Regions from separate parts of the Mus musculus genome. Here region 2 is linked to region 1. The links are chromatin contacts, called in public promoter capture Hi-C maps. All regions are on one chromosome and are shown on one strand. The core of a region is the stretch at or near the end of the contact, and the rest is flanking DNA. Distances in the headings are between cores, read along the strand shown. Region 1 overlaps Dmxl2 (Dmx-like 2). Region 2 overlaps Idh3a (isocitrate dehydrogenase 3 (NAD+) alpha).

The links. Capture Hi-C pulls out chosen DNA fragments and counts their contacts.
Region 2: a promoter capture Hi-C map of adipose tissue shows a contact between it and region 1. The contact joins two enhancer-like sites. A contact is called at or near these places in 1 of 115 datasets of contacts at active chromatin or transcription factors (embryonic stem cells) and 3 of 9 other capture datasets (adipose tissue, liver and pancreatic islet).

The regions. Positions count from the first base shown.
Region 1 is chr9:54,469,939-54,475,972 of GRCm38.p6, forward strand. Dmxl2 (Dmx-like 2) reads right to left here. Exons shown (of 44, transcript NM_172771.2): 4 at 3,899-3,977; 5 at 2,950-3,085; 6 at 2,254-2,320. Among named protein-coding and RNA genes, the nearest start is that of Dmxl2, 29 kb to the right of the region's middle. Within about 2 kb of position 4,368, at least 19 of the 459 cell types and tissues checked have an H3K27ac peak or open chromatin away from gene starts, as enhancers often do. A contact at or near this core is called in adipose tissue, where this site is marked.
Region 2 is chr9:54,601,288-54,607,444 of GRCm38.p6, forward strand. Idh3a (isocitrate dehydrogenase 3 (NAD+) alpha) reads left to right here. Exons shown (of 11, transcript NM_029573.2): 11 at 1,995-3,375. The coding sequence ends at 2,078. It overlaps Acsbg1 (acyl-CoA synthetase bubblegum family member 1), which reads right to left. Exons shown (of 14, transcript NM_053178.2): 14 at 3,710-4,189. The coding sequence ends at 4,104. Among named protein-coding and RNA genes, the nearest start is that of Idh3a, 18 kb to the left of the region's middle. Within about 2 kb of position 2,969, at least 25 of the 459 cell types and tissues checked have an H3K27ac peak or open chromatin away from gene starts, as enhancers often do. A contact at or near this core is called in adipose tissue, where this site is marked.

The sequences.
Region 1 (6,034 bases), core at 3,118-5,617:
TTATACATTTTAATTTTTATGTTCATTGGTGTTTTGCCTGCCTGCATGTCTGTGTGAAGATGGCAGATCCTGGAGTTACAAACAGTTGTAAGCTATCACATGCTGGAAATTGAACCTGGGTCCTCTGGAAGAGCATTCAATGTTCTTAATCACTAAGCCCCAGTCTGTCTGTCTGTCTGTCTGTCTGCAGAAGCTTACATGTATCACCCGTATACAGGAACCACAGAGTCCAGAAGTGGTCATTGGACTCCCTGGTACTGGAATTGCAGGCAGTTGTAAGCTACCATGTGGGTATTGGGGACCAAACTCAGATGCTCCAAAACAGTAATGTGTACTTTTAACCTCTGAGCCATCTCCCTAACACCCATAGTGGAGCTTTTTGTCTGCCATTAAAAAAAGTTAAACTTTGTGATTTTCAGAAAAACAGATCAAACTAGAACTCCTCTCGTGCTAAAAACAAGTTGTTGTCTGGCATGGTGTCTATTGTATGGCCATTTTGCCAAAAGGAAAGAAATGCCAAGATGTCCCTAATGCTCAGAACTTAAAGTGACCCAGGATAACACACTTGAGAATCAGCCCAGGGTACATTTCTGCCTATGGAGCGCTTACAGTCTTCTATAAGAACAATTTCTTCCCCCAGTTTATGAAATGGCAGAATTGAGTATGGATTTTTAAACTCTAGAAACAGGAAAATAATTACCTAATGCTACTGAGGAATAGCATAGCACTTTTAAACTTGAGTTTAGATAGCAAGTGACTGCAAGGCAGACCTGTAGAGTCTGGCAAAACTCCCAACACCTAGGAGCCAGAGAGTCTGACTGGTTGCTACTCTTTCTAAAGCAGGTAGATACGGTCCCTCCAGGTAGACCTAGACATCCCAATGGGTTTCTAGGATAAAAGTTCACTGAGACCACTCAGTGAATCAACACTCTCTGAATTTCCAAGTTTTGACAGCCTCCAAATAGTAATGCTGATTGTACAAATCTGAACAGAGTCCACAAGCTAAACTTACAGCCTAACAGCCTGAGAATACTGGCCTGGGCAAGGAAGAAAAGCAAAGAAGGTGAGAACGTCAGTCAGCCAACAGCAGCTTCCCAGAACTATCTGGCACTATCTATGAAGCCTACAGAGCCAAACGACCTAGGGTGCACTCAAGCCATACATGCCTAACACATGGTGCAAGACCCTCACCACAGCAGCACTAAATTCCCATCATGAATGGCATGACAGGATGGTGGGAAAAGAAGGGAGGAGTCAGTAAGCCATATTCAACCACACACAGATGAACTCAAGACTTGATTCTGAGATTAAATTGTTTTAAGTTTTAGAATAAAATAATGGATTAGTCAAACCACAGCCTGTAAGCTACTCTAACAAATCCCTTCTATATTTGCTTTCATTCCATTCTGTTCCTCTTGAGAACCCTGACTAATACGCGCATAGCAACATACTGTCTGAGAATAAAGAAAGGAAAGAAGAATGGTGGGGGACAGGGGTGGGAAGGAGGCAGAGAATGTCACTGTGAATCCAGCGGCACACGTCTACCTTTTTTTTTCTTGTCCTTTTGGAGACTGGGTCTTCCCTGCAGCTATGGCTGATCTCCAACTCACAGAAATCCATCCTCCTCTGCCTCCTGAACACTGAGATTAAAGGCATGTGCCTGTCAACTCCTGACCTGCCTGCTCCTACTTCCCCTTGCTCAGACTATAGGAGTGCTTCATCCTGCCCAGCTCACATCTACTTTTTAAATAGAACTACATTATAGGAAATAGAAAACAAATCCAATAGAAAAGCAAAGTGGAAGAAGAGAACTGATCCTTGTAAGTTGACTCCCACGCATCATTCACGCTCACTCACTCTAGCCCTACCGTCCCTCCCCCACTCTGTTTCTGTCTCTCATACACACCATATACACAATAAATGTAATTTTTTTTCATATAATTGCACTAAAGTAAAATAGGAATAATAGCAGCCATTATTTCCCAAGTGTATAATACCTGTAGAGATCACACCAGATCTTTTAGAAACATTTCCCCATTTACAGAGCTGAGAACTAAGCTCAGGACTTCACCAATAGTAACCACTGCTCACTATCACTGAGCTGTATCTCCAGCCTCACAAACATTCTTACTATTCTTCACAAGCAAGTTTTGCAGGAAAATCTCAATTTATGGGAGACAGAACTGGAAATGAACGTAAGGGATATTTTCAGGTGTTTTGCTAGAGTGCTTTATTTTTGGCTTGCTCCCTTACCTTTCCAGCAGTGGCAAAGTATTCACCATCAGGAGACCATTCCATCAGATGTACAGACACTGAGGTTCTAAGAACAAACAAAACCAGTGTATTCAGAACAGTATGTTCTATGTATAAATGGTCAAAACAAGATATTCCTAATATCAATATCACAATCATCATAACAGGATTTTTCTGCCCTCATAACAATACAAAGAATTCCACCTTCCTAAAATCATTAATAAAACTAACCCAAAGTATACTTTCAAAAACAAAGAATATAATACCCATACATGATATTGCTACATCCATATCAATCAAAATCCTCATTGTAACATTACAAGCTGAGTCTCACCGTCCCTGGATAACTGGGAATCTTTACATAACCTGTGCCGACACCAACAGGCAGTCATCGTTGCACTCCAAAAGGTGGCTGGAGCTTCCAAGCCTTTCCCTCACTCTTATTTCAACACACTGTGTCATTTTGTCAACTCAAGGACTGAACTATAAATATAATTTTTTTTTACTTTTGGAAGAACAATTAACTAAACCACAGATTAAAAAATAAATAATGATATTATAGTAAGTTTTAGTTTTAAAAAGTCTACCTTTTAAATTTCAAAACTACAATACCACCAAAAAATAAAGACCTCTGTAAGAAAGAACATAATTTAGGAGATTCAGTGAATCACTGTCTCAACAGACACAGACACTAACTTGCACTGCCAGATGCACTTCCAATCATTTAAAACAGGAGGGGCTCTATTATCAACATCTTCCTCCTCTTCTAGAATATCACCGCCTGGAGGAGCCCACAGCTGAATCGAATCCGTTGCTGTCAGCAATCTGTTATCTGAAAGTTTAAAAGTGTTCTGATGAATAACCCAGGATTATCTAAGAATAGAAATGCACACATGGGTTCTGTTAGGTCTATAAACTAGTAAGTTTTGAAAATATACAATACCAGCTATGAAAAACACATGGGTCACTTCAACAGAAATCCCCTACAAGATGAAAAACATGAAAAAGAGCCTAAGCAAGGACTGTTATTAGGGAAAACTTGAGGGAAAAAACCCCACTGCCCAGGGCTTACTCTGGCAAGCAAGCCTGACAGGAGCTGAGGTAGAGTACCACAGCTCAGACGCCTGCTACAGTGTAAGTATTCTTATGATATGATCAAAACTAAAAGTGAGTTTATTACATGGAATATAAACAACCCTCATTAATTGTAAACATAAAAGGGTAACAGCTTTGTATCATTACAGGTTTCTAATCTTTGCAAATTAAAGACAATAATTTCTTGAAATACACCATAATAAAATAAGGATGTTTTCCGCCCCTGTCTTATAAATTTATCATTTTGTAGATAAAATAAGAGTAAATTACATCACATGTTAACTAAAACAAAAAAAAAAAAAACAACACACACACACAAAACAAATCACTGGTTCTTGAAATAAAGCAGTAGAAAGCAAAGGCTAAAAAGCAGAGAGAAGAAAACTAAGTTCTGTGCAAAGCAATGTATACAGAAAAAACAAGCCTGTATTCACTCATCAACAAAAATACATTTGTAATGTTTTTTATCATCAAAGATTATGACATTTTAATTAAGTACATTCAAATCAAATGCTTCATTTTAATAATTTTAAGTACAGCTGCTAAATACCTTGAGGGTCCCATGCTAAGTTGTATGTCACGGAACTCAAAAAAAACTGTCCAGTTTTAAGCCACTGACACTTGAGTTGCTGAAACATGTAGAGAGAAGAAAAAAAAAGGATGTTTTTAAAATACCCCAAATTCTACCATTTTGTCACTTTCTTCAACTTAAAACAAACTTACAAAGATTTAAATATTTCATTACTATTTTAAAATTACTTCAACAAAACCCACTTACAGGTCACACTGCCATATTAAGCTGCTTGCTGTGCCCAACTAAACATGTTCTCTCAAGCTTCCTTCTGTCTACAAACACATTTTCAGTACGTGGGCATCCTTTCCTCCACTTCTCCATCTAAAAAGCCCTCTTTCATAATGCTTTGCATAAATCATGGTGTCTGTGAACTCTAACACCCTTCCAGCGTCTGAAACATTTCCACGCTGTCATGACAACACTGACTACAGACTTATGTTTGCGTGTCTGCCTTTCCTACTAGACAGCAGCCCTTTAAGGGAAGGAAGGATGTCATAGTCATTGTGGGGGTTGTCACTGTTGTGTGACATCTTATGCTTGTCTGGTTGTTTTTGTTCTTTAAAAAAAAAAAAAAAAAAAACAGGGTCTAGTCTCAAGTAGTCCCAGCTAGCCTGGAACTTGCTATGTAGCAAAGAAATGGCCTAGAGCCCCTGACACTCTGCCTCTACCTCCCAAGTGCTGTTATGGGGACCTACTAGCATGGCCAGTACATCTGCTTGTTGGTAGGACTGGGGTTAGGAAGGGTGTGAGTGAGGAGTTTTTAGTTTTGATTTTGTCCTTTTCGTTTGTCGTTCTCTTTGGGGTTTGAGATAGGGTCTAGCCATGTAGCCCAGTCCTGGTTGTAGTGATCCTCCTGCTTCTGCCTCTGAGCTAGACTACTGCTCTAATCTTTTTCCTTCAGCTCATGCCACGCCCATTATAAAATTCGTCTTATTAGGGCTGGAGATGGCTCAGTAGCTATGAGCACTTGCTGCTCTCCCAGATGACCCAAGTCCTGCTCCTACCACCTGGTGCGGGAGCCTTACAACCACCTGTAACTGTAGCTACAGGGAGCTGACACTCTCTTCTGGACTCCATGGGCACCTGCATGCACGCATGCATTCTCACACACACACACACAAATGAGAGGGGGAGGGAATAAAAATAAATCATTTTGAAACTTTTATTAATGCACAGAAATGGACTCACTGTTTCAAGTTAGATAAAACTCCCAAAAAGACAACATTTTTTAAATATATATGTAATTCACATATGTGATCTGTTATATTTGAGTATTTTCTATCTAATCCTTTCATTCTATAAGGAGATTAAACTTTTGGGATATAGTATTCTAAATAAACCAAAGTATATATTTCTTTGTTAAAAAAAATAAATAAAGCAAAACAAAAACACAGTACAACATAGTCCCATCACATATGTGACATGCACAGGTCAGAGGCTGTGAGCCCACATGTGGGTCCTGGGAACCTAACACACGTACGCTACAAGGCAGTTAGTGCTCGTTAACCAATACCCATCTCTCAAGCCTCTGAGCCTGAGTTTCCTTTGCTGTGTTCCTAGTCAGTCTGTTGGTTTGTTTTTTTGTTTTGTTTTGTTTTTTTGTTTTTTGAGACAGGGTTTCTCTGTAGCCCTGGCTGTCCTGGAACTCACTTTGTAGACCAGGCTGGCCTCGAACTCAGAAATCCGCCTGCCTCTGCCTCCTGAGTGCTGAGATTAAAGGTGTGCGCCACCATGCCCAGCCCCTAGTCAGTCTTTATTTGGGGGTTGAGAGAGATCAAATCCAGAGCCTTGTAAATATTAAACAAGAGCTCAGCCAATGATCTATACCTCTAGATGACTCTTAGACACTGTACAATTTAATAACTATTTTTATAATGAAAAAACTGATGTGTTCATTTAGTTTAGAAATATAAAAACTTGAATAAGATTTCAATTAAAGCTGGTTTTTAGAAAACCTTTCGAGATGGGCACAATGGCTCACATTGGCAGTTCCTGCATGGTCTGAGTCTGAGACTAAAAGAGAACAGCTTGAGCATGGGCATTTGAAGCCAGCCTAGGCAACATAGCAAGACCTCATCTCAGCATGTAAGTGAAGTGAATGAAAATCCTAAC
Region 2 (6,157 bases), core at 1,719-4,218, 130 kb after region 1:
AGATCTGATGTTGAACACGGGTTTTTGTTTTGTTTTGTTTTGAATTTGTTTTTTTGGTTTTGGGGGTTTTTTTGTTTTTTGTTTTTTGTTTTTTTTTTTTCCCAGACAGGGTCTCTCTGTGTAGCCCTGGCTGTCCTGGAACTCACTTCGTAGACCAGGCTGGCCTCGAACTCAGAAATCCGCCTGCCTCTGCCTCCCGAGTGCTGGGATTAAAGGCGTGCGCCACCACCCCCGGCTGTTTTGAATCTGTTTTTGAGACGAGAGTTTCTTTGTGTAGGCTTAGGTTGTCCTATAACTCGCTCTGTAGACCAGGCTGGTCTCAAACTCACAGGGATCTACCTGCCTCTGCCTCCCAGATCCTGAGATAGAGATTCTTAATGTGCACTCCCCGATGGAACCAGAGGTGCTAATGTGCACCTATGCATTGGGGTGGGGGAGGGGACAGTAGGTGGGGGGCCGTAATCCAAATATTTCCTCTGAAAGAATGAAGAGACACTAACAGGCATCAGAACACAGCAGAAAGAGTGTGAGAGCCAGAGGCAGGCACAGGCCCACTCAGCTGCACTGGTGTTAGCTCTACAGTCTGGTCAGTTATTCTTAAAGTAGTGCCTCAAAGCTGCTCCTTTCTGAAAGTTACAGCTTAGGATTACTTCTTATGGCCAAAATACAAGAAATGAAAACCTGTTTTTAACAGCCTGACATCACTTTTGAGGGCAGGAGCTCTTGTTATTATCCCAAGCCTGTATTGGGAAGTAACAGTCTAGAGCTGAGCCGGGAGATGCTTGACTTACACAGGAGTCTCCTGGTTCTGTGGGACATAGCTGCAAGAGGGAATTTAACATACTGATGTCTGTTTGTAGTAAAGAGAACACGAGTTGTTAGAAAACAGATTGGTCACCCTAGAGACTTCTCCTAAAGAGGAAAGTTAGGATTAACTGTGTAAATGTTGTCATGCTGCTTGCCTCCAAATACCAAAATAGACCAAAGAGGCCTTATGATCTTTTTTCTTAGCTTTAAAATTTCCCCACATATTTTATGCTTAGATTTGCTTTCATGTAACTATCCATAACCAATCAGTATTTTCTTGGTCAATAGTCTGAACAAAGGGGAGAGTTTGGACTACCATCCTGCTCTCTAAGGAGTCTTATTCTTGAGAGGTGTTTCTTAGGTCTGTATATCCAGGCAGCAATGAGTCCAAGGAAGGATTTTTGGTGGTTAGATAAAAGCCAGCATTCATTCCTCAGGCGCTTGCAAAGGACGTGGCTCCCCACTGACTCACTCCTGTAGTTACATCTCAGAGTCCCTCAGCCCACTCACTAGTGCCTGTTCTACATCTCAAAGCCCTCACAGAGCATCCTGGCTCTTCACTTCCTGGCCTCCTTCCTCCCAGATACCATTTCCCTGTTTCCCTGCCTCTGCCTGCCACCCTTATTGCACTACTCACTCTTCCTGCCCCCATCTCTTACTATTTCTACTGTTCTCTCTTACTTCTCTTCTCTCAAAGATAGCCCTGGCCATGACCACAATGTTTCCTTTTTTCCTCTGCTCTGGACTCTTCCAGGTGCCTCTGGAAACGTCTCTTTCTTATTTACAATAAGAGCCTTCCCTTAAGGGAGTGGCCATTTCAGTGGTTTCTTTACTGCCTTGTTTTAAGACAGGCAAGATCTTGCTGTCTAGCTCTGGATGGCCTGGAATTCTATGTACAGACCAGGCTGGCTTTGAGTGTGCAAGAATCTTTGTGCCTCAGCCCCTCCGTGCTGGGGTTGGTTGTAGCAGTGCACCATCATGCCTGACTTGGGAGTGTTTCTCGGTACGCACCTCATGGGATTTCCCCAGGCCTCGCAGGGTAGGTAGGTGGTGTGTGATCGAACCTCTGCCTGAAATCAGTAGACTGGTTAGTATCTTGCTCAGTTCCTATTTCACTGAGTGCTTTAAATGTCCTTGTTTTAATTTAGTGTGGTGATGAATGTTTATTTTTCTCTTTCTATTCTCAGAGCTTAACAAAAGATCTGGGAGGCAACGCGAAGTGCTCTGACTTCACAGAAGAAATCTGTCGTAGAGTCAAAGACTTAGATTAGCACTCCTGCTGGTGGATTTGCTGCAGTCAGTCAATCACTCCAAAAGGATACCCTGTAATCCTCCTTGAGGGCGCCCACCATTGGTTTGCTTGCTTCTTGACAGAGTACGTTTTTTGAATCTGGCCTTTTCTTAACAAAACCCTTGCAATGGATGCACATGATGGCCCCAGGCCTTCATTCAAAGGGTTTTCCCAAGTGCTGGTTGTATTTATTGTCCGTCTGGTAAACCTTATTTTGTAAACTGTAAGTGAACTGTATCATTTATCATTGTTAACCCATTTTACACTTCAGGCAAAATCATTTTCCTCAACTGTAAATATTCTGATACAGAATTAATAAGAGAAGATATTTAACTTTTTAACAAAAGCCCTGGATTTTTGGTTTATGAAAAACAAACTGGGAATAAAACAGGGTTTTAACAATCGCACAAGATAACATTATTCTAATACTAATGGGTACAAAAGAAATTTACTGGGAAAGTTCACAGCAAAAAAATGGTATATTTCTTAAAAATATGGAAATAAAGTATTTGTCCTATACATGAATTACTATTAATAAAAATGTAAGCTCCAAGAAATCCATAATGAATGATGTAATTTTGTTACTACATCGGTAATCCTTGTCAAGGCCCCGGATGCTCTCTGTGTATTTGATTCTTTTGTTACCTTGAGATTCACTATTTTGGGGGAAGAGCTTTCAGATAAGGGAGATCACTCCTCACTAGACAGATCGTCAGCATTGCGAGCTGTCAGCCATGAGAGCCAGCCACTGCAGATCCCCTCCCACGTGGCCACACTCCAGCCAGTGCTGCAGGTGACCCTGGAAAGGCCTGGCTGCCCCTTGACTTTCCCTAAAGCAACCAGTCACTGCCTTCTGCCCCAGTAGCACCCATTACAGACTTAATTGCCGAGGTGGAGCTGACTCAGCCCACGCTCATACAAATCAGGCCAAGCGGGGGCCTGTGTTACCAGCTGCTGACCATCAGGTTCTGCCCCTCATTCTTCCCACAGCCTCTGCTCCACAGCATGAACCTAGCCTTTGGCCCACACCAAAGCCAAGCTGTCTTCCCTTAGCCCTTGCACTAGTTTGCAAACTCGTGGCTTTGCATAATGTACCCTGGTCCCAAGGGGATTTCTTAACAACAGATGTCCCTGTCTGGGTCATTTTTTTAAAGCTTTTATTTGGACTTACAATCTTCTGTGTATTTTACTTTAAAACTGCTGCTTTCCCTGTCTCACTGGATTGTTCTGGTTAGCAGTGGCTTTGGGTTCACAGTAATAAAGAACTTAAGAACTGACTGAGGCGTTTGCATTCTCTGCGTATTTCCTGGTCAGGTACCTTAGGGCATTTTAGCTTAGCCTGTTGAAATAGGTGGTAATAGAGTTGGCTGCTTCCACCAGACCCCATCCTTCACCCCGGTAGGCCGCTGATGATGTACTAAAGGATACTAAAGTTCTGTGAGTTAACTGTCTATGTTCTGTCCCACCTGCCCATTGACAAAAGACATCCGGTACTTGTTGCAGATCTGTTAAAAGGTTTAATACTGAAAATTACATATTAAATACAGTCACATAGGCAGCAGCAGTTTATTAAGCATCAAGCCTCTTGTGTGTGAGGTGGCAGAGTGTGGTACTAGTTTCCAAGAAGCCAGAATTAAGTCAGGCGAGCTGTGACTGCTGTCTCTGCAGCACACATTAGTAATGGGATTGCCATCCCTTTCCCTCTCCAACAGCGCCCCCTGGGAGACCTGTGAACTAGAACCTTGTAGATCTGCCTGGACCTGAAGCCAAAGTGAGCGGTCCTTCTCTTTTGGAAGGAGAATGGTCTGGCTTGACACCTGAACAGGAGCAGTGGTTAGAATTGAAACTACTTGCACGTGAAGGCATTGGAGATGTCAGTGCTCTGCCCTGAACTAAAGGGTGGAAGCAGCTTGTCACAGGTTCTTTTGCCCACTGGAGACACCTGGCGCTCAGGAAGATGCTTGCCGGGCTGGTCTCCAGCAGAAGCCACAAGCATGGCTCCTGACTACTGTTTTTGCTCTTGATAAAAAGAATCGATGATATCTTTGTACTTCTCCAGAACCGTGAGCCGTTTCAATTTCATGGTGGGTCCTAAAAGAAAAATTGGAAGAAATGAGTGTGGCCTGGGTTTGGTTTCATGAGAAGGTATCGTTTGGAAGAGAATGACTCCTGTAGGGTCATGTGTTTGAATAACTGGTTTCCCAGTTGGTGGGGCTGTTTGGGAAGGATTAGAGTATACAGCCTTAGAGGAGGTGTAGCACTAGGGTAGGCTTGAAGTTTCAAAAGATTTCTTCCATTTTCTATCTCTGCTACTGTGGACTCATAACTATCTGGAACTATGAACCCATTGGACATTTTCTTTTATAGGTTGGCTTGGGTGTGGTGTTTTATCACAGAAATAGAAAAGTGACTTAGATGGCATGTGAGATCCAGAAGTCAGGTACTAAGCCAGAGAAGCAGGATACACTGTACAGCTTCTGAGGCAAGAGTCCTTTTAGCATTATCCCACATGAGCCCCTCTGTGTCACAGTGAACTAGGCTTAGTCTGCAGTCAGGTTACAGAGGACATGATGGGTGTCACTTCCAGGGGCAGAAGTGACTTGTTTCTTTCCATTACATAATGAAATACAGCCTTGACCTGTCCCCATTATGATCCTCCCTTGAATGAACATACCCTGTCTCAGAATACAGGGAGTATGGGTCATCCAGAAACCTTTTCAGATACCATCTTAGAGTTTTATTGCTGTAAAGAGACACCATGACCAAGGCAACTCCTATAAAGGAAAACATGTAATTGGGGCTGACTTACTGTTTCAGAAGTGTAACCCATTATCATCGTGGTGGGGAGCATGGCAGAATCCAGGCAGACATGGTGCTGGAGAAGGCCACACCTTCTAATAGTGCCACTCCCCATGGGCCATAAATTCAAACACGTGAATCTATGGAGGCCAAACCCATTCAAACCACAGATAACTAAGCTAAAAATTGCCCAAAGTCTTTCATAAAACTGTGTGGTATTTGCACAAAACCATGAAAATCCATATTCTTTAAGCCTTCTCTATACTACTCAGAATCTCAAATACAGCATAAATGCTACATAAATAAACTAGTGTTTAGTAATAATTAAAAAGTTTGCATAGTCAGGTCTTCATGGCCTGTAATCCCAGCTCCTCGGAGGCTGAGACAGGAGGATCACAAATTTGGGGCTTGTCTGAGTTACACTGAGTTCAAGGCCAACCTGGGGAATTTAGTAAGATCTTTTCTCAAAATTTAAAAAGAGAACCAGAGAGATTGCTCAGTGATAGAGCTCTTGCCTGGTGTTCTGGAGGCCCCAAGAGTCAATTCCAGTACTGAGGAGAAAGGGGGAGTGGGGGGCTCTACACAGTCCCAAGAATTTTTTAAGTTTTTGGTCTGATGTTGGTTAGATCCACAGGCGTGGGACCTGTGGTTGCAGAGTATCAGCTGCAAGTGATTGTAGCAATGGAACACAGTTTCTCTTGGGAGGACTCTCAGATCATTCCTTACAGGGTAGGCCAGCTGCCATGCTAGCATGTGCAAGCAGCCTGTGGGGAACTGAAGCCTCTGGCCCCCGTCAAGCCAGTTCGAGTGATCAATTACATGAGTGTGCAAACAGGTGCCTGTCACCTGGTCTGCTCTGACTAGCATCATGGGAAACTCCCAGTCTGGCCACTCAGAAAACTGCCCGTGATTCTTGGCCCATCAAAATGAAGATAATGCTTATTGTCTTGTTTGTTATTTAATTGGGACAAGGTCTTGTGTAGCCTAGGCTGGCCCCAAACTCACTATGTAGCAGAGGCTAGCCTTAAACTCCTGATCTTCCTGCCTTCACCTCTTGAGTGCTGGGACAACAGGCATGTCCTACCACACTAGACTCCACGTCTAATGTTTAAGTTTCTCCACTTGGGAGTAGCTGTCTCATAGCAATGGCTTATACACAAAGCTCCACGTGTTTTAGGGACAGTTCATAATGGTGGACTTGGCTTTAATGTGTTGGGATGCTTAAAGTTCCAGACAATATTATAATGTCTAAAATATTTT